Linked DNA regions of Mus musculus: region 1 is linked to region 2. A link is a contact called in public Hi-C data. All regions are on one chromosome and are shown on one strand. The core of a region is the stretch at or near the end of the contact, and the rest is flanking DNA. Distances in the headings are between cores, read along the strand shown. Region 1 overlaps Prkacb (protein kinase, cAMP dependent, catalytic, beta). Region 2 overlaps Gm40167 (a long non-coding RNA gene).

The links. Hi-C and Micro-C count contacts between places; a contact is called where the count stands out from the background.
Region 1: a Hi-C map of bone marrow-derived macrophages shows a contact between it and region 2, with 19 read pairs. The contact joins two enhancer-like sites. A contact is called at or near these places in 7 of 484 Hi-C or Micro-C datasets (B cells, bone marrow-derived macrophages, cerebral cortex and 3 more), 9 of 115 datasets of contacts at active chromatin or transcription factors (bone marrow-derived macrophages, embryonic basal ganglia, embryonic forebrain and 6 more) and 3 of 9 other capture datasets (adipose tissue, embryonic stem cells and pancreatic islet).

Annotation. Positions count from the first base shown.
Region 1 is chr3:146,747,720-146,753,286 of GRCm38.p6, reverse strand. It overlaps Prkacb (protein kinase, cAMP dependent, catalytic, beta), which reads left to right. Exons shown (of 10, transcript NM_011100.4): 4 at 1,742-1,840; 5 at 2,722-2,804; 6 at 5,240-5,366. Among named protein-coding and RNA genes, the nearest start is that of Prkacb, 62 kb to the left of the region's middle. Within about 2 kb of position 3,511, at least 8 of the 459 cell types and tissues checked have an H3K27ac peak or open chromatin away from gene starts, as enhancers often do. A contact at or near this core is called in bone marrow-derived macrophages, where this site is marked.
Region 2 is chr3:146,347,743-146,353,901 of GRCm38.p6, reverse strand. Gm40167 (a long non-coding RNA gene) reads right to left here. Exons shown (of 2, transcript XR_867699.1): 1 at 4,018-6,159; 2 at 2,688-3,839. Among named protein-coding and RNA genes, the nearest start is that of Gm40167, 4.4 kb to the right of the region's middle. Within about 2 kb of position 3,366, at least 10 of the 459 cell types and tissues checked have an H3K27ac peak or open chromatin away from gene starts, as enhancers often do. A contact at or near this core is called in bone marrow-derived macrophages, where this site is marked.

The DNA.
Region 1 (5,567 bases), core at 2,262-4,761, 400 kb before region 2:
ATGTCTGCATATATACACACATGTAACAAGCATGTGCCAGTTGTATCAGTAAGTCTTCACAGTTGCATGTGGTATTGTTGTCCCTTTTCTAAGCTAACCACTGCGCGACATTATTTCCCAGTGTCTGACAGCTAGTAAGGTAGACTAGGATGCTGGCCGAGGTTTATCCGATTTCATGCCGTACTCCTCTTCATTGTCTCTTTAAAATGTACTTTATCTCCAAGAGTCTTCCTTGTTTGATGCCCAGTCAATGTCAGCTAGTTTTTTTATAGCAACACCATGATTTGCAAGCTCTAGACTTCTTTCTTGTATTTCCTTCCTCTCTGACACAGATTTTTTACTCTACCATAGCATTTCTTTGACTCATCTGAAAGCCTGTGACATTTATTAAGTTTATTAAGTCCGAGTTGAGCTCTAGCTTCCCCTACTTCCTAGCCTGTCATAATTGTCTCCCAAACTACACAGGAGTCTCTCACCTCATGCCGTCATACGTGCTCTCTGTGGCTACTTCTCTGATTGAAAGGATACACGATTTTCTGAGGGGAAGGGGATGCTGTGTGGCCCATATATGAATTTTGAAGCTAATATAGGAACTTTATCTAAAGTTTTCTCTGACACGTTCTTTACCACGTTTTCAGAAGCACCGTCTATCCTTAAGCATCCATCGCTAAAAGAAATCATCATTCTTGCTTGTCTCCGCGTGTTTTCCCTCCTGGGACTGGTTCTAGGGGTAACCTGAACCCAGCTTTTCTTCCAGCTCTCCTGATAACTAGCTTTTAAAGTCATCTCAGCTCTTATTGTTTTTTTTAAATAAGTTGTAGTAACAGCTGACTTTTTTTTTGAGCTTTACTGTGTGTCAGGCAGTAAATTAACCACGTGACTTGTGTCATATACCATGACATTTTAAAGCATCATAATTTTAGAAATGAAGATTCTGTCCTCAGCCTCAAGTAAGCAGTTTCTCTGCTGACAGCTTATGAAATCATGGCTGTCATTTGCCGGCCGCTCATGGATTGCTATTTACAGGTAAATCCTCTGCAGCATGAAGGCAGACACTTCTTAACCTGTCCCTTCAGTGTCATTGTTGATGGTGTATATATAGTAGATAAGCACAATTGAAAGTCAATTCAGTTTAAGTAGCTAATTATTTAAACTTTTACATTAAAAAGTGGCTAAGCATATATGCCTTACCAGTTTATATATTTTGAATTAATGTCTATCTTAATCATATTATATCTCATGTGAATATAGTTGACTTCTTTGATCTTTAATTTTCTGCTACTTACTGAGATAATGATTTGATCATGTTGTTAGCAGCAAATATTTTTCAAATAGTACCTTTTAAAGTAATGGGTCTGCTTTTTGTTCCTATTTAACCCTTGTTTTTAACTTGATTTACAGTTGACTGTGTTTTGTTTTGTTTTGTTTTGGGACGGTATCTCACTACATAGCCTAAACTAGCCTTGAATTTATGGTACTCTTCCTGAGTCTTCCTCCCGTGTGTTGGGATAGTAGACACACTTCAGCACAGCTGGAGCATACCTGCCCAGAAGATAGAGGCTGGGACTCTGCTAGGCTGCAAACTTGACTCTTACCACCCTGGTTGTTACTATTTTCTTTATTGAGGTCTAGTAATCCTGTTCATCCGTTGTGATTATTACATGCAAGATATTTTTCTTTGAAATGATAACAACATTTAAATTTGTTGAAATACACTGACGTCTGTGTCTTCCCCTTGCAGGTTGTTAAGCTGAAGCAAATAGAGCACACTCTGAATGAGAAGAGAATCCTGCAGGCCGTGGAGTTCCCGTTCCTTGTGCGGCTGGAGTACTCTTTTAAGGTCAGTTGCCCCATTAGGAAATACCTAATGAAGGTATTTCCACCCAGATATGCTTTTGGCACGTGAAACAGTAGGAGAAGCCTGGTGAAATGATAAAACTAGAGAGTGGACGTGAGCAAACACTCTAAGCCCTGGATTGTGTGTGATCAGCCCGTTGTGCTTGTGAGCTGGGGCAACGTTGAGGGAGTCCTGCTTCTTTCTGGATCAGTGATGCACGGGTGGACATCTTCCTAGTCAGTCTTATGCTCATTCAAATGAAGATGCTACGCATGTTCTGCAGAGCGTAAACCCTTCCTGTGACGGCCTGGAGATTTTCCTTCGTGTACTGATTTGTACTCTGGGCTTTTGTGGCTTTATTGTTGCTGTTGCTTTGCTAACCAGGAGAACGACCTCTGTGCCACTGTTGCTAAGTCAGCTAAAGTGGAGGTGGATCCTTCAAATCCGCGCTGCCCTGGTTCTGTGGAGTGACGCTTCTCAGGACTGCTGAGCACAGGCGGCACCTTGCTCCTGCCTAGTCCTTAACATAGACAGCCATCCAGCTTTCAAACAGAAAATGTCAATAGTCTTATTAGCTTTTCCAAATTGTTTTCAATGTTATTATTTCTTTGCATATGCTGTGCTAGTATGTCATTGTTGTAATATTTCATTATTCTGAATTAAATGTCCCCTTCAAGAAGAGGAACAGCAAAAGTCTCAGGTTTCTTTGTGGCTGGAATACTAAGGGGGTCGAGATGAGTGTGGAAAACTAGAGCACTTTTTATTTCGTGTCTCTCCCACTCATTTCTATTGATCTGTTAAATGGATTTTGACTTTGCCCTTTCTAATTGAACATGCTGTCATCTTAAAATGTTTTATAATTGGTACTTGTTATTTGTTCATAGGATAATTCTAATTTATACATGGTTATGGAATACGTCCCTGGGGGAGAGATGTTCTCACATCTGAGAAGAATTGGAAGGTTCAGGTAACGCACGCGCGCGCGCACGTCCTCCTCCTGAGTCTTCCCATGCTTGCATTTACTTTAAGCCAAAACACATCTGAGTCAATTAACTCATTTTATCCATAGGAAGTACTAGGTGAGCACAGCAATAGGAAGCTATGACAGATATGAGCTTTACATTTCAAATGAGAGCACCATGAAACTAATTTAAATATTCTTCCACTGGTAAGTAGTGTGACCTGATTTGAAGAATTTCTAAAAATAAAAAATTTAAATTTAAAAAACCAACATGTTTTGAAAAAAAATAATAGTATTTGAGATATATAACAACACATGCTATGTGACTCCTAATAATACTTAGTGGGCATTTATAACAAATTTGATTGAGCGAATATGAGGAAGAAGACATAAAAGTAATAGTGATCATGGTGATGGATGAGGTTGTGTTATAAAGTCTTTTTAGACTTATATTAAAGCTTTTCTCATGTGGAGTTCCTTAAATGTATATACAAATTGCATACACAATTATATTTACATATATAATTAGTAATGTGCCAAGTTTTTACTAACATGCTTCAATTTTTATCTATGTACAAGGTTCATAGCGACAACTGTTAATTAGTAATCATTTATAAAATGTATCTTAAGATTAAGACCAGAATAAGTTTCACTCAGTATTCAGAATTCAGTTAAACGGAAGTGTGAGTTTCCGTGGACTGATGACTGACTCATAGATCGTAGAGTTGTGTCATCACAAGAGAATAACACAGAAGCAGCCATTTGTTATGTGAGCTGCCTGAGCCTAAGCCAAGATGCATTCATTGACCTTTAGTGCAAGGGAAACCTAGTGCATGGAGACTGTAGTGAAATGTGGCTTCTCTTTGACATTGATGATCTTCTTTTACGTCCTGTCTTCACCTCTTTCCAATCACCCTGTCTGTGGTTCTGCTCCGTTCTTTGTTCTGTGACTCTAAGGAAGCCCTATATACTTAAAGTATTGCAACCATGCCCTTGTCCCTGTTGTCCTTCTGTGCTTACACTGAAATGCCACGCCCAAACCTGTCCTTTTCTGTAAGCCCTTGTCTCTTTCCTGTGAGGCTGCCCCACCTGCAGCCGTAAGAAAAGCAAGCTGACTAGAATGATCCCTGAGCTCTCATTTGCTGTATGTGAACCCTAAGCACTGCATTTTCTTACAAGGGGACTTAAGTAATGGCTCAGTGTGACTTTTATCAGTCTAGTCAGTCATTTGAGTCTTGACTTAGACTGGTTCTTCACTTAAAGCTGCTTTAATGCATTGCATTTAGAATATGTTCTTGCATTTCAACATTTTGATTACTGGATTGGTACATTCTCTGTATTTCTTCACACAAGCATTAGGTTGAATAAACAAATAAAGGCGACACCAAGCAGACCTCATAGTTACAGATGAGGAGAGAAGATATAATGGGGTCTTCCAGATCAAATTCTCAGGGCTTCATGCCCCAAACCAGGGAGGAGTCCCCCAATATCTACTCCAGAGCCCCCCTCATTCTTTATTTTCTTGTTGGGACCTGGCTGAAACTGGAGAGGCAATGTAAAATACCTCTGCTTGTTCCAAAAATTAGCCAGTTTTTCTTGGGCACCTGAAGTGAGTGTGGCAAGGAAGGACCTGTGGGCTATGCTGATGGGCACAAAGAGCAGCAGGTGTCCACGTCCTCTTAGGTATCTCTGATTCTGCTGCCATCCCTTGAAATTCTATCAGTAATTGAGGTTGTTTATTAAAGACACAAGTCTGAAAATCATAAAAAATTATCAGACAGATTAGCAAACACTCAATGAATGTTTTTGAAAATTAACTACAAATTCCAATTAGAAATTTGGTATACCATTTTCAAATAATTCTAAGGTTATAGCATGAAAATTGCACTAATGTCAGAGTTTCTAGATATATGACTTAGGTACAGATTGTGTCTATGTGACTATAAACGTGCCCGGTTGGAGATTAGGAAACTTGAGTGACAAGATTGCCTGTATAGTTCTAGATGGGATTGTGTGTGTTCTTACCAGGATTTTATATGATGCCGAGTGTGTGCCAGTCAGTGAATAGGGGACAGTGTTGATCTTCAGATGAATGCAGCTAAGCAGTTCTGTATAATGAAACTCCTTAAACCCCTGAGCTGTGGTAGGAAAGTGAGTGGAGCCTGGGACCTGGGAACTGCGGTGGGGGCTCTTCTAGACCATCCTCTCAAGGGCAGCTGTATTTACAATGGCATCACCAGCTCCCAGTTTGGGCAATGATAACTTGCAATAAGATGTGTTATTTGAAGGCAATAGATGTTTGGAAAATGACAAATTTTTCACCAATATTTGAATAAGGAAACCCTCTCCCCAAATGCATCCACTCCGTTTGCATTTAGTGTATAATCCACGAGCGAGCATTCTTCACCCGTTTCTACAGGAAACTGCTTTCTCTTTTCCAGTGAGCCCCACGCCCGTTTCTATGCAGCCCAGATTGTGCTAACATTTGAGTACCTTCATTCCCTCGACCTCATCTACAGAGATCTCAAGCCGGAAAACCTCTTAATTGACCACCAGGGTTACATCCAGGTAGGATTGGATCCCATGGCATGGATGCATTTGGCAGACACTGAAATAGCTTCACACATCTTGCCTCAACTGTCAGTGTTTGATGGGTGGGTTGGTTGGTTGGCTGGTTGGTCGTTTGGTTTGGTTTGAAGGAGAAAGTTGGTTCTATCTAAAAGGCTTGAAGTGAGCTGACAGCTCTGCCTTTACAGGTGTGTACATCAC
Region 2 (6,159 bases), core at 2,117-4,616:
GTTTGCTACCCACAGCATTAGCACGCATGGATACCGGAGCGTGGGGTAGAGGGGCTGTGGCCCCCAGAGACATCATCCTAAGCTCTGAAATCAGTTAGACGATTTTACAGACAGAATTTTAGGACGCTGAGCAGGAAGATAACCCTGACTACCCAGGGGAAGGGGTGAAAAGTAGTCAAAACCTCCTTATGCTCAAAGACCAGGAGGGAGAACGCGACCCCAGCAGAAGAGCACAGGTGACATTGCTGGCTTTGAGCATAGAGAGAAGGTGACTGTCCCAGCTAGAAAAGGCTAGGAACCTGAGCCAGTCATGAAGTCACTGGAAAAGACACCAGGTCTGTTGCCACCTAAAGTTTAGATCCACGAGACCCATGTTTGACTGAGAACGTCATGCCGTGAATAGTAAGTCTGAGTTCTGAACCTACCAGCATTATGGTTGCTTCTTACGTTGGCAGTGGAAACTAACACACGATGTGAATCAGGGTAAGAGGCCAGGGCAAAGACAGGGCACTCTGAGGATGATATGGGAACCGTCCTTACACCAGAGGGCTCCCGTGGGCCTATAACCGAGTTCCCAGTCGAAAAGGTCAACTTGAAGCAGACACTTGGAAAGCCCTAACTGAGAGATTAATGAATTTAAGCAAAGAAGGCTGCAGAAGATTCAAGTGTATGGTGTTAATAGAGAGGATCACAGAAGCAGGGGCCAAGACAACTCCTTGGGACAGGGTTGCTCCCTGTAATGTTACCCAGGGCTACCCGGGGTTCTGCTGGGACACGCTGCGAATAGGCCCAGGGACAACCATTGTTACTGTGCAGAGCACATTTTTTTTTCATGATCTTCCATTTCAGTCTCCATTTCAGCTAAGGTTTCTGAGGCTAAGATAATACCAGATGAGCTCAGCATAAAGTGTTTCCTTCCAGTCTACCCACACAGAGGCAAGGGGTAGGAACAATGATCTAGGAATGGCGCCCAGGCCCGGAGGCTTCTGTTGGAGGGCCAGAGGGATTACCAGGGGATACAGGCCATTTGTGATGTGGCTCCAGTTTAAAGCAGCCAGCATAAGGGAAAGGCCTCCGTGTGAAGGGAAGATCGACCAGTGAATGATTCTAGAGACTAAGTGCACCTAGAACCATCAGACCTTCAGCTGAGGCTGGCAAGGGCCAAGGAACAACACAGCCCCGATCCCCCATCAGGCTTGGTAAACCTCAGGCCGAAGGATCCGGACACTGCGTTTTGGGGTCATATTAGCTGACCCCAAAGAGGACAACTACAGAGCAGAAAATGCTTCCTCCAAAAGAGTCCAGCCTCGGACCCATGAAAAGCTAGGTATAAAGGGAGAGACAGCAAGAGGTGACACCTAAGTTTGTGCTTCACCACTAAGCCATTAGAGGGATGCAGCCCGGACTATCAACATCCCGAGACCTTTAGAAACAGGAAACCCTACCCCAGAGAGGCGGATTGAGGGCCTAGAAGGGAAGTGCAGTTCCCTGTGGTTCCAGCAGGTGTCAGCAGGCACATTGCAATTACTGGGGCATTATTACAATGCACAAAGTGGCTTACGCCAAGAGGAAGCTCCAATGGATTAGTCATCCTTTTGATGCCTTCAGCTTTGCAACTCATGCTCAGAGACATCATTGGAAGGTTTACAAGATTCATGCAAAAGCTGTTTCAGGCCTCCCCAGTTCCCCACCCCCCACTCCCATCCAAATCTGTCCAGTGGATACTTCACACGCAGGTCTAACATATCAATAACAATGGTGGCAGCCATTTTGAGCACCCACTGCATTCCAGGCTTTGTTGCTGTGTGATAATAAAATATGTATTATTGTAAATCATGGAGAAATTGTATTATTATCACCATTTTACAGCCCAGGAGCCTGGGGTGCAGAAACATCATCTGCTAGTGGGTAGCCATAAGGATGGGAATATAAAAACTGAGTCCAGGTTTGTCTACACATCTGGATAATTTGAATAACTCTGAAAAATATCTACCATGGTCTAGAATACAGCACTTTACCTAGCATGTGAGAAGCCCTGGGTCCCAGCCCCAACAATGCAAAAAAACAACAGAAGCATAAAAAAACAAAAACAAAACAAAAAAGCTCTATGGAAGATCAACAGATCAACATACAGGAAGTCCTGTGCTGACATCAGACCTTAATAGCTCTCTAGGTGATTCTATTTTGTAGTCTGCACAAAGAACCAAGCAACTGGTTAAAACAAACAGTAATTGGGTCCCTTAGGGGATAAGCCCCTGGGACACCTGGGTGTGTAGTGTATCTAGGTGATATAACACTTACGTATTATGTACAAGACCCTGATTTTCATCCACAGCACCAGGAGAGAGAGAGAGAGAGAGAGAGAGAGAGAGAGAGAGAGAGAGAGAGAGAGAGAGAGATTGCCCTGGGTGGACCCACAAGCAGCCTAGCTCAAGCAGAAACACCAGAAGGGAGCCCTTTTCTTATTTTAGAGTATTGCCAATATCAAGGATAAGGAGAGTGATCGATTCCTCCTGGGGCTGTGCTGGGATTAAAGGTGTGTGCCACTATGCCCAGCAACAGCCTGAGATTTTATTCAGCCAGTTTAGGTTTCAAAATAAGAATGTTATAACTTTACTGAATAAGAATAATAAATACTTGTAAGTTGATTACAGTTGTGGCCAAAGCTACGGTCATACAGGCCCAGATTCTGCTTAGTCATATTGGTTTTATTCTTAGAATATTTACAGAGTCAATTCTAGGCATTAAAGGGGAAATAGACAATGTCCATGCATGAGACAGAGGGGCCGGATTGCCTCCTTCTCTGCCAAGAATCTGTCTACTGGGGATTCAAAATGGTGGTTTGCTCGTTCACATTTTGACATTGTGACCATTCATGCTTAAGAATCAGAATTGAATAAAAACAAAACCCAAAAATAACAAAAAAAAAAAAAAACCTAAAATATTGCCCCCAAATTTGTAATACTTTAAGTCACTTTATGACTTTGGGTTGGACTGTATTGATAGCTCTTCTGGGCTCCATGTGACCCACAGGCCATGGGCTGGAATTATCCTGTGGAAGATGAGTCAGGTTGCTTCCTGTGCTGAGACTAGCTCTGACAGTGACCGGTCTATATCTGGACTGATGCAGACTCGAGGAGATGGCACAGAGTGGGTCATTTCAAGGTCAACTCTTTTGTGGGGAAATCCAGGGATGTTGAACGTACGACCAAGCTCAGGGATGTAAGATCCAGCATTTGAACCACACTGTTCTCTGACCCTCCTACAGAAAGATTTAAGAACCTTGGAAAGGCCATATCATAGGCTAGCAGTGGATGACAGAATTCAAGAAGGGTTGGCTTGGTCTGTGTGATGATCAGGGGCTCTGAGCATGTGCTTGGGGCAATGTCTTGATTCTTTAAGCAGTGTGGGAAGATGCACTTTAGTTGTGACTGGCATGGGACTGCCTAAGTGGACGAAATGAGCTCAGCACTAAGACTGGCGCATTCGTCGCTCTCTTGTGACTGGATGTGATGTGAGCAGGTCTCTCAGGCTCCTGCAGCCGGAACTTCCTGCCATGGTGGACTATAGCCTGGGCAGCTGGCCTGAACCCCTCTCCTTTAAGTTGCTTTGTCAGAATGGTTTTATCACAGCAAGTCACTAAAGGAGCCCAGGGTCTAGCAACTTTCCTGGACTTCAGTCCCGGCTGTGACCCACAGCAAGTGCTGTTCATTCTGTGGGTGGCGGCACCCGCGGGCAGCCCATGAGGTCACTTCCTTTTGTGAGTGGCTGTAAGGCAGGAGTCACAGCTTTTGAAAATCCATGCTGGTCTGTCTTGAACTGATCAAGTATCTAGCAATCTGATAGAGAGACAGATAATTGTTAGACTGAACCAGCTTCACCAGCTTCTCCGTTGGTGCTGCCTGACAGCTGTCATTGGTAGTATAAAGATGTCCCTCCCTTCAGGCTCTCACCCTGCTCTCTCTCTCGGGAGAGGGGCGTGTCACACTTGCCAGCTTCACCTCCATTCTTCCTTACCTGTTTTTTCCAGTGCTGGGCATCAACTCCAGGAACCTCCTTCATGCCTGGTAAACATTGGACCACCAGGTCAGCACCCACAGACCTTCCTACCTGCAGGAGGGCTTTGGATTTGATAAGAAAAGCAACCACTTTGTAACAACCAGTGATCCCTTGCCCCGCTGGCTCAGCCACACGGCTACCGAAATGCTTTTGTTGGTCTAGGGAGGGCTGGGCTCATTCTTTTTCTCTAGATGTGTGGCTCTCCATAATCCATCCCCAGCTGTTGACTTGCTAAGGGCTTGATGATGATGACTCAGCTGCTCTGTGGCAGAAAGCAGGCGCGTTTGTCACGGGATACCCAGTACCTTCCAGTGAGGGGTTGGAGGCAGGAGGGTCAGAGGTTCAAGGTCATTCTCAGCTACATAGAAAGTTTGAAGCCAGCCTGGGCTACACGAGATCCTGTCTCAAAACAAAACAGAACACCTTAAATAAACAAACAGGCATCGTCTCCCTTTGCCCCTGGGGGAAAAGCAGGCGTTACCTAGTAAATGATAAACCTTGGGTTACACGACTCTCCCCAAATTTCCACAGCGTCGCCAGTTTTTCTCGAGAGATGAGCATTTGGGGCATGGTGTAGTCCCTAGAATCCTGGGTTCATCTTGCAACAAGATACCACTAAGCTGTCCTTTGTGCCATGCTGAAGTGAGATAGACCATTCTTCCCACGTTTGATCAGCATTGGCCAAGCATTCCCGGTATGTGCTAGGGTGGGGCAGCTCTCATGGACACAGAACTTCTGAAGTTGGCTTTCATCTGCTCCTTCCTTCCATCCCTGGAGCCTATGGCCACCCACTATGCTTTAACACTAGGGAGAGCTGCACCCGGCTTTGTCTGAGTTCTGCTTTAGACTTGGAGCCATAGACAGCGGGAGCTAGGCAGGGCTTGGAGCTGTGTGGTCCAGCCGCTCACCATCAGCCCATGCTGCTGTAGGTAATCAGAGTGATCTTGCTTACTTCACCAAGATGGATCCACCAGAATCTTTCTTGGCCAGTCTGCAACCTTCTTATTTCTGAGAAAAAAATATTTCTTTGATGCCTCCTCAGGAGAATCACCCCCCACCCACGATGTCCCCAACACAAACGATAAACCCTACATCATGCAAAGTAGGACCTCACTGGATCCTAGTTGAATCTGTGTCAGAAGCAGAGTTTACAGACTCCTAATAGTGTGGCATAGCTGGAAGTACGTCAAAAAGCTCTGAGCTCTGGGAGGTTCTAGGTGGTTCTCTGGCACAAATACTTCATGACTTTCTTTGCCTTGTATGTTTGCCTCATGGGTCATATTCCTCAGAGTGTTGCCATCAAGCCCCCCTCCCCTCCCCGATTTTTTTGCTAGCTATGGGAAGATCTGTGCGTACTTAAACTGGAAGAATAATTGGGACCATTTTGATGTGATACCAGGCAATATTCCTATTTGAGAAATAAATTTATGCTTAGAACAAAACTACATTTCAAATAGTGTCAGTGATTTACACCTTCTTGGGCTTCAGAGAAAATCTGAGCTTAACAGAGATCTTCTCAATTCTAGGAACGTTCAGCATTGCCACAGATGTACCATGGTAAGGGAGCTTGTCTCCAGGGTGAGAGAAGGTTCACATAACAGGGCTGCCACTATCACCCTTCACGCTGAAGACGTACACACAGTGTGATCCAACAGCTTCCAGTCTAGTCTGCCCTGTTGTAAAAGGCTTCTCACGTCCACTGTATTGATGGCCTGACCCGCTCACTAATGGACTGTGATGTGTGGTTGGAGAAATCCTGCAGCAGGAGAGGGGAGGAGTGGCCGCAAGCTCAAGACTAACTGGAAGCTGAGACGGCTGCTGGGAAGGAAGGTTTGGGGAATGTGGTGGGATCTACATCCAAGATGTACTACTGATCCATGGAAGCCTGGGGCGCTCGGAGGAGGAGCTGGGCTGTCTGGATGACGAGATGGTGGAGATGTCCGTGCTTGTAGGGAGGGTGTGGAGCAAGAAAGCCCTGTGTTCTTTCTCTCTTTCAGTAACACGGTGTGATCAGGAACAGTGCCACCCTGCTCTCAGTGGAAGGATCTCTGCCATCCCTCGGGAGAAGCTCCCATTCCGGAGATGAAACTCCACAGTCAA